2 separate regions of the Bicyclus anynana genome follow, and region 1 is linked to region 2. The links are chromatin contacts, called in public Hi-C maps. All regions are on one chromosome and are shown on one strand. Each heading gives the region's core, a stretch centred on a gene start, on an enhancer-like site or on the middle of the called end of the contact. The rest is flanking DNA. Distances are from core to core; before and after follow the strand shown. Region 1 holds the start of LOC112050886 (long-chain-fatty-acid--CoA ligase 4). Region 2 overlaps LOC112050886 (long-chain-fatty-acid--CoA ligase 4).

Evidence for each region. Hi-C and Micro-C count contacts between places; a contact is called where the count stands out from the background.
Region 1: a Hi-C map of whole body shows a contact between it and region 2, with 3 times the contacts expected there. The contact joins the promoter of LOC112050886 here to the enhancer-like site in region 2. A contact is called at or near these places in 2 of 2 Hi-C or Micro-C datasets (whole body and whole larva).

What each region holds. Positions count from the first base shown.
Region 1 is chr3:827,750-834,643 of ilBicAnyn1.1, reverse strand. It overlaps LOC112050886 (long-chain-fatty-acid--CoA ligase 4), which reads left to right and starts at 4,949. Exons shown (of 14, transcript XM_024089288.2): 1 at 4,949-5,086. It overlaps LOC112050875 (sentrin-specific protease 1), which reads left to right. Exons shown (of 8, transcript XM_052891086.1): 8 at 1-2,812.
Region 2 is chr3:782,503-789,947 of ilBicAnyn1.1, reverse strand. LOC112050886 (long-chain-fatty-acid--CoA ligase 4) reads left to right here. Exons shown (of 14, transcript XM_024089288.2): 8 at 125-240; 9 at 796-939; 10 at 1,479-1,657; 11 at 2,139-2,238; 12 at 2,472-2,625; 13 at 3,438-3,713; 14 at 3,937-7,445. The coding sequence ends at 4,091. Among protein-coding and RNA genes, the nearest start is that of LOC112050876, 15 kb to the right of the region's middle. Within about 2 kb of position 3,582, at least 7 of the 8 cell types and tissues checked have open chromatin away from gene starts, as enhancers often do.

The sequences.
Region 1 (6,894 bases), core at 3,700-6,199, 43 kb before region 2:
ACATTTATTTTAAGTAATTAAATAGTATTTTCAAAATAACGTTGAGACATGTGTGCGTTATGAGAGTACATAATAAGTTTCTAACAATTCTAATCAGACTTGTAAATTAACAAGAATATAGTATGAACAAAAAAATATATGATTCAAGACTGATTCGAATGTTAGATGTGATTAATAATATGTATAATAGTTACTAAATACTAAGGTATAGACAAGATATGAAGGCCTTTTTGACAGCTTATGATTGATAATAAGTACATTATATTAATATTATTTATTAAGAGATACCTACACCTACAACGCGTTTAACATGTAGTGACTAGTCTGAAATGTTCGTTTAGTCTCACGATTGAACTACTCACCCACACTTGTGGAAGTATCAAAAAAAATACTTTATGAAATCCATGAATGTAATTATTATTCCAAGAATTATACATTTTATTAATAACTATCTATTCTTATACATACTATAATTACACAATAATTTCATTATAAAATCAGTAGCGTCAAAAAGGCCTTAGAATCGTGCTGAGATAATAAAGAAATGTATGTGTACATAGTTTCGTAGAACTTACTTTTCCAATAGCAAAATTAAACATAGTATAAAATCTTGACATTGTCTCGTATAAACGTATGATGAAGGTATGTATAAATTATTGTTATTTACAGATTTGTATGATATAAAGTATGGCAATTTTCAAGAATGCGATTCTGACATATGTAATTATTTCTTACTAACGAATAGTTAGGTATATAGGTATTGTTATAGTAAAAATTATAATTTAACGTTACCTAATTAGAAAACTACGGGTTTTGGACCACTTAATACAATGGGGATGATGACTAGGTTTAAATATATTTATTTTTATGATACATTCAGGTAAATAGGGTCAATGTTAACTAATTTATATAAAGCAAAGATTGTCTGGATATTTGGAAAATGAATGAGATTATAAAATTTCAAAATCTATTAAAAATCTTTTATCGTGATTAGATAAAAAATCATACAGTTTTAGCTTCCTTACATTAAATGTGACATTTTTTAATATTTGAACTATAAAAATAAACGCACAAATAACAAAGATATTTTTTGTTTGTACGCACATACAAATGTAACGATCATTACATTGCCTACAACGTCATTAGTTCGTGCCATTTTGTATGGGGCGTTTTTCAAGGATCCGCGGCAGCGCCGCAAATCTGACTCTTTAAATCCCTGTAGCTCCAAAAGTAATGATCGCAGATACCCTGTTCCTTATTGATTTACTATTAGCGTATTCTTAATTTATATACAATATATAAAACTGTCATCATCCCTATTACAAGGTCAGGCCAGCTGTTTACTTTTTTATTTGCTGATGATACTGACAGATGTCACAAACGCATTCTTTCGGCTGGCTGCACTGTAATATGCTATTTGTTTAAGTGATCTACATAATTACGAGTTCTGCCATCAACCTCGGTCCATCATCATCACTTCGATGGACGTTCACTAGACTGGCATTTTGTAGGGTCTTCCAAACAACGACCCTACCCCCCTTTTACCGACGGCTCTCTGCGACGTGGCTTGTGTCGTCATTTTACCTAATAGGGGGTCGTACAACACTGCGCCTTTCATGTGAGGTCCACATTCCAGCACCATCTTAAACTTATGTGCATTGTGAAATTCGCCTCTGCGCCTATTTTTATTACTTTAAATTTTGTAACTTACCTTTAAATCTTACAACTTATTGAAGCTATTCTGTCAATCTGACTGAAAAATGCAGGCATTAAAAGGCATATTTTGTGCTCTTTTTTTGAGTGTTATAAGCTTATTATTAGAGGTTAACCCAGACAAACAGACATACAAAAATTTTAAATAGCTTGATTATGTTTTAGTATCGCGTAAATAGTACTTGAAAAAACAGTTGTTTTTAAAGCATGTAGTAGTATATGTATTAATTGTAAACTTATTGTTTAGTTGTCTCCTTAGTCAATAATAATAATATAATTAATGTAAATTACAAATGGTGAATTAAACTAAGTATTTAATAAACTGGCGCAGTGTTTTTGGAGATTTGCCCCCGCATACTATTGATAAAATTTTCATTACTTCTATAAAGTTGTATTCCTATGCGTCTGTGTAACCCATTCCGGGCTTACTTCCATGTGATTAGATTTACGTAGAATCTAGATAATAAATAATTTAGGTAAATCTTAATAGTGTATAAGTTATAGACATTGTTATAATTTGGTGAAATAAATACGTATATATTATATAACATTACCTACGCGTATAATAATATGTTGTCCCGTATTCTTGGCAGAGAGTTGTTAAAACAGTTAATTGTCTTACATATTGTGTTGTTTTTTTTATGTAACAAATGGCCTGGTGATTCTTGTAGAAACATTAAAACTTTAAAATTAAGAAATAATAATTATATCTCAGTAAAGTCGTAACGATTTGAATTAAGTTTCTTTTCTAAAAAAGAGATTTTACTTAAAAATAAATGAGAGATTTTGCATAATTTTGTTTAAATTTTTGAAGTGGCACTCATCAGCCGTAATTGTAGTCATTAGCTTAAAATTAAAACTTGTCAAGAACCTAATAAATTATGACAAATAGTTAAAATCTACAAATCTGTGCCAAGGAACTGCATGTTCGAGTTGATGTATAAAAAGTGGTTGTCATAAATTATTATTTTGTGAATGTACTTTATTTTGTAGTCTTTCTGTCATGGTCCATTAAATTAAACAAAACGATTAATTTTCTATTTATGTACCTACTTAACTTTTATAAACGATCCAATAAAAATAATATTAAAATTGTAAATTTTTTTTATTATTTCCCATCATTAATCCCATGAAAGTGATTTCGTTGATACGAAGAGCACGTCCATCTGTCAGGACGAACGACCACTCAAATGTTGATGATTACAGAGTTATCATGCTTTCCAATGACCTCCTTGGAGTAAATATTCTTTAATTAAGACATTTAATAATAATGTGAACATGGTTTTACTATAGCTTGTCAAGTCTAACGTCGACGCCCACAGATGGCACTGCTATTAGTTATGAAACTTAGTTGAGTATTTCTGAAATTCCAACAACCTATACACTATAGAAATTAATCTAAAAGATGGTTTATAATAAAAGAAAATATTTTATTTTATCATTGGTAACCAATCGTAGCTTAAATATATATATTTACACACTTTTATTACCATTTATCCATAGGTACAGATCCTAACTCACGCTATTGAAATTTCTTAGGATTTGAAGTATATAAAGAAATGTTTCCCCTCATACAATTGGGAGTCCGTTTCTACTCAGTAAGGCAGTATCGGCGGAGAGCTGCTCTAAATCTCCGAGCCCGGTCGCACTGCTGTGGCTGACTCAGCTGCTCGTGCGACTGCGATGATGACCACCACTTGTTCTGAGTTCACTAACTAACAGTTCACAGTCTCAATGCACCCTTAGCAGGAAGTGGCAATACTTCCTCGCTCCAACTGTAGTAGAAGATTTGACTCCTTTTTGTACTTTTACATTTAAAGTATTTTTCCCATAAATATTTCTTTAGCTGAAGGTACAACTTTTTTTTTAGAATTTACAAAGCAGGTAAGATAAAAATATCTGGTTATTTAGGCATTATCAATATCAGCCTACTTTAACAGCTACTACAGAAGCCGGGTCCCTTACATAAATAAGAGGAGTTATGGAGCTTAAACCCACCACGCCACTATGCGGGGTTTTAATGGTCTAAGGGGGTTGGCAATGGTAGTGACCGAGACGGCTCCAATTTCCAATGCACGGGTGTAGCAACACCAACTTCTGTTCTCAACTTTGAGCTGAGAATATCTTTGTAGAATGAAATGCTCAGTCTTTTATAAATTACATGGTTAGAGAGATTAGCTTACAATAGGATAGCAAAAAAGATACCAACGTCACAGTGGCAGTGGCATCACAGCCCACAGGGTCCCTTGATTATTATAATTATAATTTATTGCCAAGGTACTTGTACATAATGTTTTCTGCGCTAATGATAGATGTCTCTCTTCTTAAAATTAAAGGGGCTTATGAACTATTTGGCATAATAAAATGATACAGAAATATGTAGCTTTTTATTTGCTGTTATATTTTGTTAGAATTAATAAAACCGCAATAAAATATTTCGAATTAGTTTCACTATTTATTTGCGCGGTATTGATCAATACTCGACAGTGTGTAGTAAGTAGGTTTATATGTATGTTGAATATGACGTAGTGATCACGCCACCTTTTCAGACTGCTTGCCGCTTTCTGATTGGCGGATTTCCCCACCCCGAATGAAAACACGGCACATTCAACATGTCCAGTGATGTGCCTTTTAATCGATAATACATCGCGCGTTTATTATCGATTCAATACAAACATAGGATGATTTAATTCCATGAAATTACAATGCTGGTTTAGAGAAATGAGATGAATTTACGAAATGTAAATAATACTATATACTAGCTAATTATTCAATAAATTGTTGATTTTAATTGTAACTAACATTTTAGTTGAATTCATAAGCATTTACTTTCTTTGAAATTGAATGGAATAAAAAAAATGTAGATTGATGATAGACATTACAAATCAAAAATTTTATATTGGCTAACTTATTTATAAATAATACCTAACTACATATGGTACACAACGACGACACTTAACGACATAAGTTCAAACGGGAATAAATGCGAGATTCAACTTATTCGTGATACCTACTATCACGAATAAGCTTAAGAAACTTTCTTCTACGGCATACAAAATATTAATAACGATCGTTTATTAACAAAGAATACCATAAGAAACTTAAGCTAACTATGCAAATCATGCTTACATGAAATGGTAGCAAGAAGGAAAGATAAACTAAAATTGACGAGAGCAAAGAGAATCGATACATCGAGAGGGAGGTTTGACGTTTAGTTAAACATCAATCGACGGACGTCACTAACTGTTCCGATTGGTTAGAAAAGGTTTGCGGAAGATTTATACATTGTGGTAGTGTTTATCAAGTTTAATTTAAAATTCGGTGATAATTTACAAGTGATATTTACTCCGCGAAGACAGAAACGAGCCATACAGTAAGTCCACGTTTTGTTATTTAATATTTTCTGAACTACGACTTTATTGCGGGTGACTTTCATGTAAGAATTTCTCTAACCTCTATTCCTGAGTTTAAACGTTAATTACTTCAATGGTTCTTGTAAATATTGAGCTGAATCAACACTTTAAATAAATGTACAATTTGTTAAGAATATGAAACGTGTTATAACAAATTATTATAACTCACTCGTTAGCCAGGAAATGTTTCAAATACGTTAAATTAGATCACCGTAGATCTACCCACTTTTCGTAAGAAATGTAATATTTAATAAAATACTACGTACTGTATATACCATTTTGTGAAAACGTTGGATCTAAAGTAAATCAAACCTTCTTTCTATTATTTAAAAATGTATTTTGGAAACTTGCTTATATACTTTCTACAAACAATATTATGGTATTTTAGGTGCTGATAAATGAACCACATAAACGCCGGCAGTAATTACTCACATGTTTCTTTGCTCACCATTTAAGCCTCCAAAAGATTAATACTATTTTTATCACCATAGTGAATGTCCCATGGATGTACTGTTCTAAAAGACTGATTACTGCAGATTAGGTTAATTTTTATTCTGTCTTCTCTTGCATAATAGGTGATGGATGATTAAATCCACCTGGATTTTCCTACTTGGTAAGCTCAGGTAACAAGCAGGCACTTGGACAACACATCAGAGAACAAAAACCTTTACTTTCGGTGTTGCATTCCTGTGAAAATAATTAATTAATAGTGTCTACTAAGATAAACCTAGTATTTCTAATTAATCAATACATATATAAATAAAATTAATGTGCCTGTCAGTTATTTCAAAATAATGGTGGTGTAAACTATTTACTAACTGATCAAATTTCTAAAGAAAAATTTCTCTCTTATCTCTGAAATGGCTGAAGCGAATGGGACCTTCACTGGAAGATGGAGGAGCTTTTTGAGCAACATGTAGGCTATTTAACCCCTGAAAAATCTATGATTACAGTAATCATGGTAATTGTGAATTACTAAATTTCACATAAACAAAATTGCAGATGTCCACTAGAACCTATTAAATATAAAACATAGCTAGAACTCAGTTATTATACATATTATTCAGCTTTATGTGGTTTATAATTAGTAACACTTATCTAATAGTTTAAATTTTAAAATATTTCTAATTGTACAATTTTAATACACATATATGAAGCTATTAACATTAAGCAAATATATTTAAATAATTAAACACTATTACTTCTTATTTATCTTCGTGACTGTAATGATGATTTTAGTGAATAGCAAATTAAACTTTTAAATACATTCATGATAATTTATGTTAATTGATGACAATATAATCATGGAATTCATTTAAAATTCAGTAAAGCTTATTATCTTTTAAATTTTGGTGCTTTTATGTGGGTATGATTAATATGATAGCCCAGTGAATATCACCTCTACTTTGACTCAGAGGCCATAGGTTTGAATCTGGCCCAGGGCATGCATGTATTTGTTACTATAACTTACGTGCAATTGTTCTTACTTCTTAGACATGTTTGATAAAAATCGGTTGAGCCATTAAAAGGTTGTGGGGGGTCAAATTGGGGAAGAATAACTGAATGTCTGCAAATATACTTGAATGGGGTCTCAAATGAAATCAAATTTTGATGACTTAATCAAGAGTGTTCTTAGCTTTGTTTGATGACAAAAAGTAATTAAGGTCTTTATTCTAGTTAATTTCATGACATTCTGATTTCACAAAATTTTCAATTATATTGCACAGGCATAGATAAGTTGCTCCTTGATGTGTCTCTCTATTTGCCA
Region 2 (7,445 bases), core at 2,333-4,832:
CAGGGTCGGATTAAGGAGGTCTAAGGATGGACGAAGGCGTGGGCGTTTGCTAATCTCTTATAAAGTTAAAAAAAACTACCAAATAAATATGTTTGCAAGTGTTAGATGTATGTTGATGTTGCAGGCGTCCCGATCGGCTACTCCACTCCGCTGACCATGTTGGACTCGTCCAGCAAGATCATGAAGGGCACGATGGGCGACGCCACCATACTGAGGCCCACCTGCATCACCACTGTGCCGGTGAGTTACTGTGTTAGTCAATCTATTCCGGGAAGTCCGATTGACTTTGGGTGTAGTGGTAAGAGGACAGACTGTTTGTGTCTATAAATAAAAGGCATTAATATTATTAACTCATTTACATTTTTTTATGCTCATTAACATTTTTTATAAGCAGGTAGCTGACGCCGTGCGGTTTCACTCGCTATATATTATACCCGTAGGAATACGGGAATAACATCTAATACTATGTTAGAAAGTAATGTTTCAAGAGTTTATATTTTATAACTATGTATTGCATTGCGTCTACATATTGATGAAATAAATTTTAATATAACGCTTCTTTGCTTCAATAACGTGATATCTCTAAAAACACTATTTTACTAGAGGCTATTGTTTTAACTTCAAAAAAATTATCGCGTCCAAACAAATGTGTTTTTCAAGTAAATAATATTGTATTAATTATATATTTCACTTCACAAAACACATAATTTTTGATACCAAATTTTTTCAAGGTAAAATGCCGAGCGATATTTCTCAAAATATAACATTTTGTTCATGTAAAGTTTCGCCTTGCAGTTGATAATGGACCGTATCAGCAAGGGCATAACGGACAAAGTGTCTCGCAGCGGGCCCTTCGCCAGCGCCTTCTTCAAGTGGGCCTACGCCTACAAGCAGGGCTGGATGCGGCGCGGCTACGACACGCCCGTGCTCAACCGCGTGGTGGGTCTACACTCTATAGCCAGGGCCTGCAGCCAAATTACTCATCAATTCTCTTTCTACAAACGCTGATGCTTCGAAAACTATGTTTTAATGACAAATCCGAATGTCATCCCCATATATTTTTATGCGTTTGTAAAAAGACAATTGATGTGTAAGTAGATAAATAGAATAGAAAAAATAAATGAAATTAGACACTAATTAACATAAGATAAGAATCAATGGACAAGTTCAAAACGAATTTCATAGATCAAATCCAGGACTTTCTACATAAAGGCCAGGTCAAGAGCACCCTAAACTGACGAACTTGTATCAAAGGAACCGGAATAAGAATGGAAGAACTAAGGAAAATATGAGCTAGGACTAGGACCGTAGCAAGTGTAAGGAAGTGGTCTCTGCTTGCCTCAATACCTAGATACGACTGAAGGCTGTGGTTTTTGGAAGTTCCTACAAAAGATCTATGTCCAGCAGTGGACACCTGTTGGCTGATGTATGATATTAATGTAGATTTGTTGATTAGTGACTGTTATGGTGTGCACCAGGTGTTCAAGAAGGTGCGCGCGCTGCTGGGCGGGCGCGTGCGGCTCATGATCTCGGGCGGCGCGCCGCTGGCGCCCGACACGCACACGCAGGTGCGCCTGTGCCTGTGCTGCGACGTGGTGGCGGGCTACGGCCTCACCGAGACCACCTCCTGCGCCACCGTCATGGACCCGCTGGACAGGTACACTCCAGTGCTTGCTACGACGACCTCCGTGGCGTAGTGGTATGCGCGGTGGATTTACAAGACGGAGGTCCTGGGTTCGATCCCGGCTGGGCCGATTGAGGTTTTCTTAATTGGTCCAGGTCTGGCTGGTGGGAGACTTAGGCCGTGGCTAGTTACCACCCTACCGACAAAGACGTACCGCGATTTAGCGTTCCGGTACGATGTCGTGTAGAAACCGAAAGGGAGTGTGGATTTTCATCCTCCTCCTAACAAGTTAGCCCGTTTCCATCTTAGACTGCATCATCGCTTACCATCAGGTGAGATTGTAGTCAAGGGCTAACTTGTAAAGAATAAAAAAAAAACTTGGTACACTGAGATTTGCCGCCTAATGAAATTAACTGGTATTTGCTATATAATATTTGTTTGTTTTATATGATAATATCATGCAGGCAGTCATTGCGACATGTCTATCAGTCAATAACGTCGAGTGTCTCCGCAGGTCGACGGGGCGCGTGGGCGCGCCCGCCACGGGCACGGACATCAAGCTGGTGAACTGGGTGGAGGGCAACTACCGCGTCAACAACAAGCCCTACCCGCAGGTACTATAATTGTCAGACTATTGATGAATCACCACAGGCCAGGCCGACCTCCATTACCAGATGTTCATGATGGACGACCGGGACAGATGACTTATAGAGCTCACACTGGTGACACTGCCCTACTCACGCGAATATTTGATCTTTTCTCGGCAGGAGAGTAACGTGGCCACAAAAGTTGTCTCACTCTCTCCTCGGCACAATGAGTGTAAGCTGTAGCGAGTGTCGGTCCGCAGGGCGAGGTGGTGATAGGCGGCGACAGCGTGGCGGAGGGCTACTACAAGAACCCGGACAAGACGCGCGAGGAGTTCGTGGACCTGGCGGGCCGGCGCTGGTTCCGCTCCGGCGACATCGCCGAGCTGCATCACGACGGCTGCATCAAGATCATCGGTGAGGCTCGACAGTACCCCTCGTATATGTTACTAACCCTCAAACCCCCTCAATCCGACCCTGATGCAAATTCGTTCTTAAAAGACGTTTATGGCGACTAACTACTTTCCTGTTAAATTTCGTCTTGGTACGTCAAGTGGTTTTCCAAATGTCGTGATGAGCTGCCGCTTTCACTATAAACTGTCAGGCATCGCAGTATTCTACACCGCTACGTTGTAGATAACCCCTGGACGCACACTAAGCGGTGTGGTTCATCATTCCTTAAACGCACTACAAAAATTTGAAATGTCCTTCCAGGTTCTATTCCCTACTACCGTGTATCTTTAAATCAAAAGTGAATTGGCATCATTTACGCGTTTCACCATATACTGTATCATTGCTTACCATCAGGCGTGATTCCACTCAAACGTTTGCATTTTTCTTGCTGTGTAAAGCCGTCCATATTTCTTGTGTAATTTTTTATGGGTTACTTAGCATAGGCGGGGAGAGTGACTTGAGTGGAAAAGCAGAGTGTTGGTAACTGTCAAGGGCGCCCTTAACCCTACACACAACGTTCACAAGTACGTGATTCCATTCAAGGTCTCTGCCATTTTAGGGTCTTATTTTGGTTACAGTTTGATTTGTTAATTAAATTGTCCTGACAAATGTTGAGACCCTTTGTTCCACATTGGTTTTCTTATTTTTGTAATCCACTTCTGAGTCTGCTAAAAATACGCTATACTTAACCCCGTATTCCTACGGGACAGGGAACCACGCGGATGAAACCGCGCGGCTTCTGCTAGTATTTTAATAATAATAATTGTGTGTCGCAGACCGCAAGAAGGACCTGGTGAAGCTGCAGGCCGGCGAGTACGTGTCGCTGGGCAAGGTGGAGGCCGAGCTGAAGACGTGCCCCATCGTGGAGAACATCTGCGTGTACGGCGACAGCTCCAAGACCTACACCGTGGCGCTGCTGGTGCCCAACCCGCGCCACCTGGCCGAGCTGGCGGCGCGCGTCGGCCGGCCGCCCGCCGACTTTGACGAGCTGTGCCAGGACAGTGTCGTGGAGAAGGCCGTCGTCAAGGAGCTGGCCGAGCACGCGCGCAAATGTGAGTGCCGAGTGTTGCAGCACAGGAGCCCCGGGCGCTGCTGGTGCCCGACTCGCACCACCTGGCCGAGCTGGCGGCTGGCTTTTATTGCTCCACTGTTTAAATGGATAGTTAAGCCACATATTTTAGAATCTAATAATGTTATTTGTGGCATTACTTGAAAATAAAGATCTTTCTTTCTTTCAAAGAAATGAATTTTGTATTTATGAATTGTATGACGCAGGTGGGCTGGAGAAATTCGAGGTGCCGGCGGCGGTGAAGCTGTGCACGGAGGTGTGGTCGCCCGACATGGGGCTGGTCACGGCCGCCTTCAAGATCAAGCGCAAGGACATCCAGGAGCGGTACAAGGAGGACATCAAGCGCATGTACGCCTCGTGATCTGACCTCCCCCCCACCACCACCACCACCGCGCGCCTCCGTGAGGTCGCGCCCTAAAAAATATTTTTTTTTTTGGGTAGATTAAAAAAGTTGCGAACGTGTTAGTGTAGGCCGAGTCACGTAAAAAGAGCATCTTCTTTATAATAATTTTTTATTGTTTGTTTTAGGTTGTGATGAGCAATTATGTGGCGTTTTCAGTGCACTTGTAGAGATAGTTGAATTGCCAAAATCAATTTAACGTATTAAATTTGGTGAATAGTGATAGGTATTTTTTAAATTATTAATTTATTTATTGGAAACTAGTATACCTCAATAATATTCATAAATTTGGAAAACGGTGTTTTTGAAACGTCATTACATCTGTAATTAAAATTGTAGCGTTTTTTGTAATGAGTGTGGGGTGAGAATGTTATTTAACTTGATTTTTTAAATTAAGTTTGTATATTTTATTACTAAACTCTTCAAATTATATTTTTATCTATAAAAATACATTTAAAAAAATGTATGAGTTTACGGCACATTTCGTAAAATACTAACGATCTCGTAAATTAGTGTTGTCGTACAATGCACTGTTCGATGTACTCTTTTTACGTGACTTGATTTATACGCAGTGCGATTGAAACTTCATTGTTGCACTTGTGATCGTGAATAATTGTTTGCTTACGTAATGACATACGTATTTGCGTTAACAGTTAATTGTTTACATAAGTAAGTGTTTACTGGCAGTGAAGTTTCATTCGCATATGCAATTGTTTTGCATGTTACTCGTGTAGATAGATGTTTCTGTAAATTTTAGCTTCTCCGAACCAAACGTCGAGATTGTACTGAGTTTACACTTCGTTAGAGTTATTTGTATATTGAGCACATCACATTAATAGGAGATTGTATAATAAAGAAATTAATGAATATCCTGTCATGCCAACCTTTGAGAATTCCTAGATTTAATATTGAATATAGTCCGGTTCAAAATGGTGTGGAGTGAAATAATGGTTTTGAAATTTATTATTGTGAATTTGGGGAATGACAAAATAAAAACTAAACAGTAAAAAGTCTAATTATAGCGTAATTAATAAAAACTTTTAATTTTTATAATCAAGATTTATTTATACTATAAATCAAGTAGGTCTAGCTTAAAGGTTTTTTTTTGTTATGTTTTTCGTTTTAAAATTTCATAACCAGGTGTTTTTAAGATTTGAATAAAAAAATATTTCCCAACATACAGACAATTACTACTAAAGGAAAAAGCAGGTGTTAGATAGTTTCTCCACGTAATTTTGAACCTGATTATAACTAGCGGAACTTTAGTTTTAAATAATTGTTAGTTTGAAACTTAAAAATAAAATAATGAAAAATTTAAACATGATTTACTTTCGGTCCACAGTTTCTATTTGTTAAATTTTTGATAAGTCTTGTACATATTTATTTATGTTTATATTAAAATTTGTAGTCTGTATCATATTTTACGTGTAATTTTACGGGGTACATGACTAATATTACAAAAATCAAAAAAGACAAAATGCTTAATATTGAAAAAATACTAGCACTACATGGTTTACAGTAGACATCTTAACTTTACTTTACGTCTCCTTTTTTATAAATTGAAATGGATGTTTTTTAATCAATATTAATTTTTTAAAATATCTTGATTGAATAAAAATAAGGCAGATCACAAACACAGATATTTATATTGTGTGATTTTATATCTGATAATGCATTTTACGGCCTATACACCACGATAGTGTAAAATATGTTATAAAAAGTTAATAATTAATTTTTCAAGTCATGGACCCTTGTAACGTCGATAGATTGCTTATCTTGTCAGAAATTAGAATGAAATTATGATTAAATGAATATAAACTAATTAGATCTGATGTCGATCGGTCGTTCGAGCGACATTTTACTCGTTATGTATAAAATATAACGCTGTCTACTTGTTCGATTCAGTATGAACTGGTGTTGAAGCTGACCGCACATACACAGTGTCGCTAGTCGCTGAGTCTAGTCAATAATGCACGAAGCGATTATCTAGAACTTTTACAAAAAGGAGTCTTCATTCTCCAAATTTTAATTCGTTAAAATTTTAAAATGATTGTTTGTAAAATATTTAATGATTGTATCTACTACGTTTACGTAGAAATTGGAGATGAAATATTCCTTTTTGAACAATGTATTTCAATAGATCAGAACAACATCTGTCGCTCATGCATTTTTCCTTCAATTGATTTTTATCAGTTTGTTGCCTGGAATATACTGTGTTGCTTGCATTCGAGAAACTCTTCTTGTGTAATTTAACTTTAAGCAAGTAGCGCGAGCGACTTCCTACAAATGTGCGGGCACCCTTAATACACGTTAAGAAATTGCAATCGCAATGTTTTTATTATTATAATGATTATTCGTGGACATTTTTGTATAAAACTCGTTTAAATTATAAATGCAAATAGATATTATTTGTAGAATTGAATGTCACACTGTAGATAGGGACGGCAGCGGTGTTCGCGTTACGGAACGCTTGTTTGAGCCTTGAACGGATTTAACATTTTCATGTTTGTGATGTATATAATTGTAAAAGTTTAAGAAATATATAATTATACTGGAGGCTTATATGCCGTCTTGAAAAAACAAAGTGTGATATAAAGCTGAATATGGAAATAATCTTTCAATATTATTTAGTTTTACTATAGATATTTCAGTACTTTTCCATCTATTTAATTTTTTAGTATGAAAAGTACAGTAAAATATTTGATAATAAAATCTTAATAAGTGAGTACAACTTGTTATTTAAACCAATTACACCTAATTCTTTTTGAGACGACGTATAACTTATCCAGTTGTTAGAATTGTTTGGCTGAAATAAGGACTAAAAGTCAGTTCCGTAGCGCGAACATGAGAAACAAATTGGAACATTGTTTAGACTAAGTTATTGTTTTTAGTACTTAGAGGGAGGGGAGCCACTGTTGTAAACTATTCCGCAATTATGCTTTTATTATATTATAATGTTATATTGTATTTACGTGGCGATTCGCGCAATCGGTTAACCAAACTGTTTTAGTTCGTATCTATATTTGTCGTGTCTATGTATTCTCAACGTCTAAGCTCGCTGTTGCGTTCGTCGACGAATCGTATTTGTCATAATATTATTGGATTATTGGGCTATATTCAATTTAGACCCTCATCTCATTTTTTTTTGGAAATTTTAATTGATTGAACCGTTTGGTTCAATCAATTAAAATTAATTTAACAACTCTGTTATTAAAGTAAAAGATTTTACGGTAATGTTGATTAATCTAAGATGTTTGGAGAAATACTAATAATTTAACGCTATGACAATATCTTTTCAAAAATAAATTAAAGTCA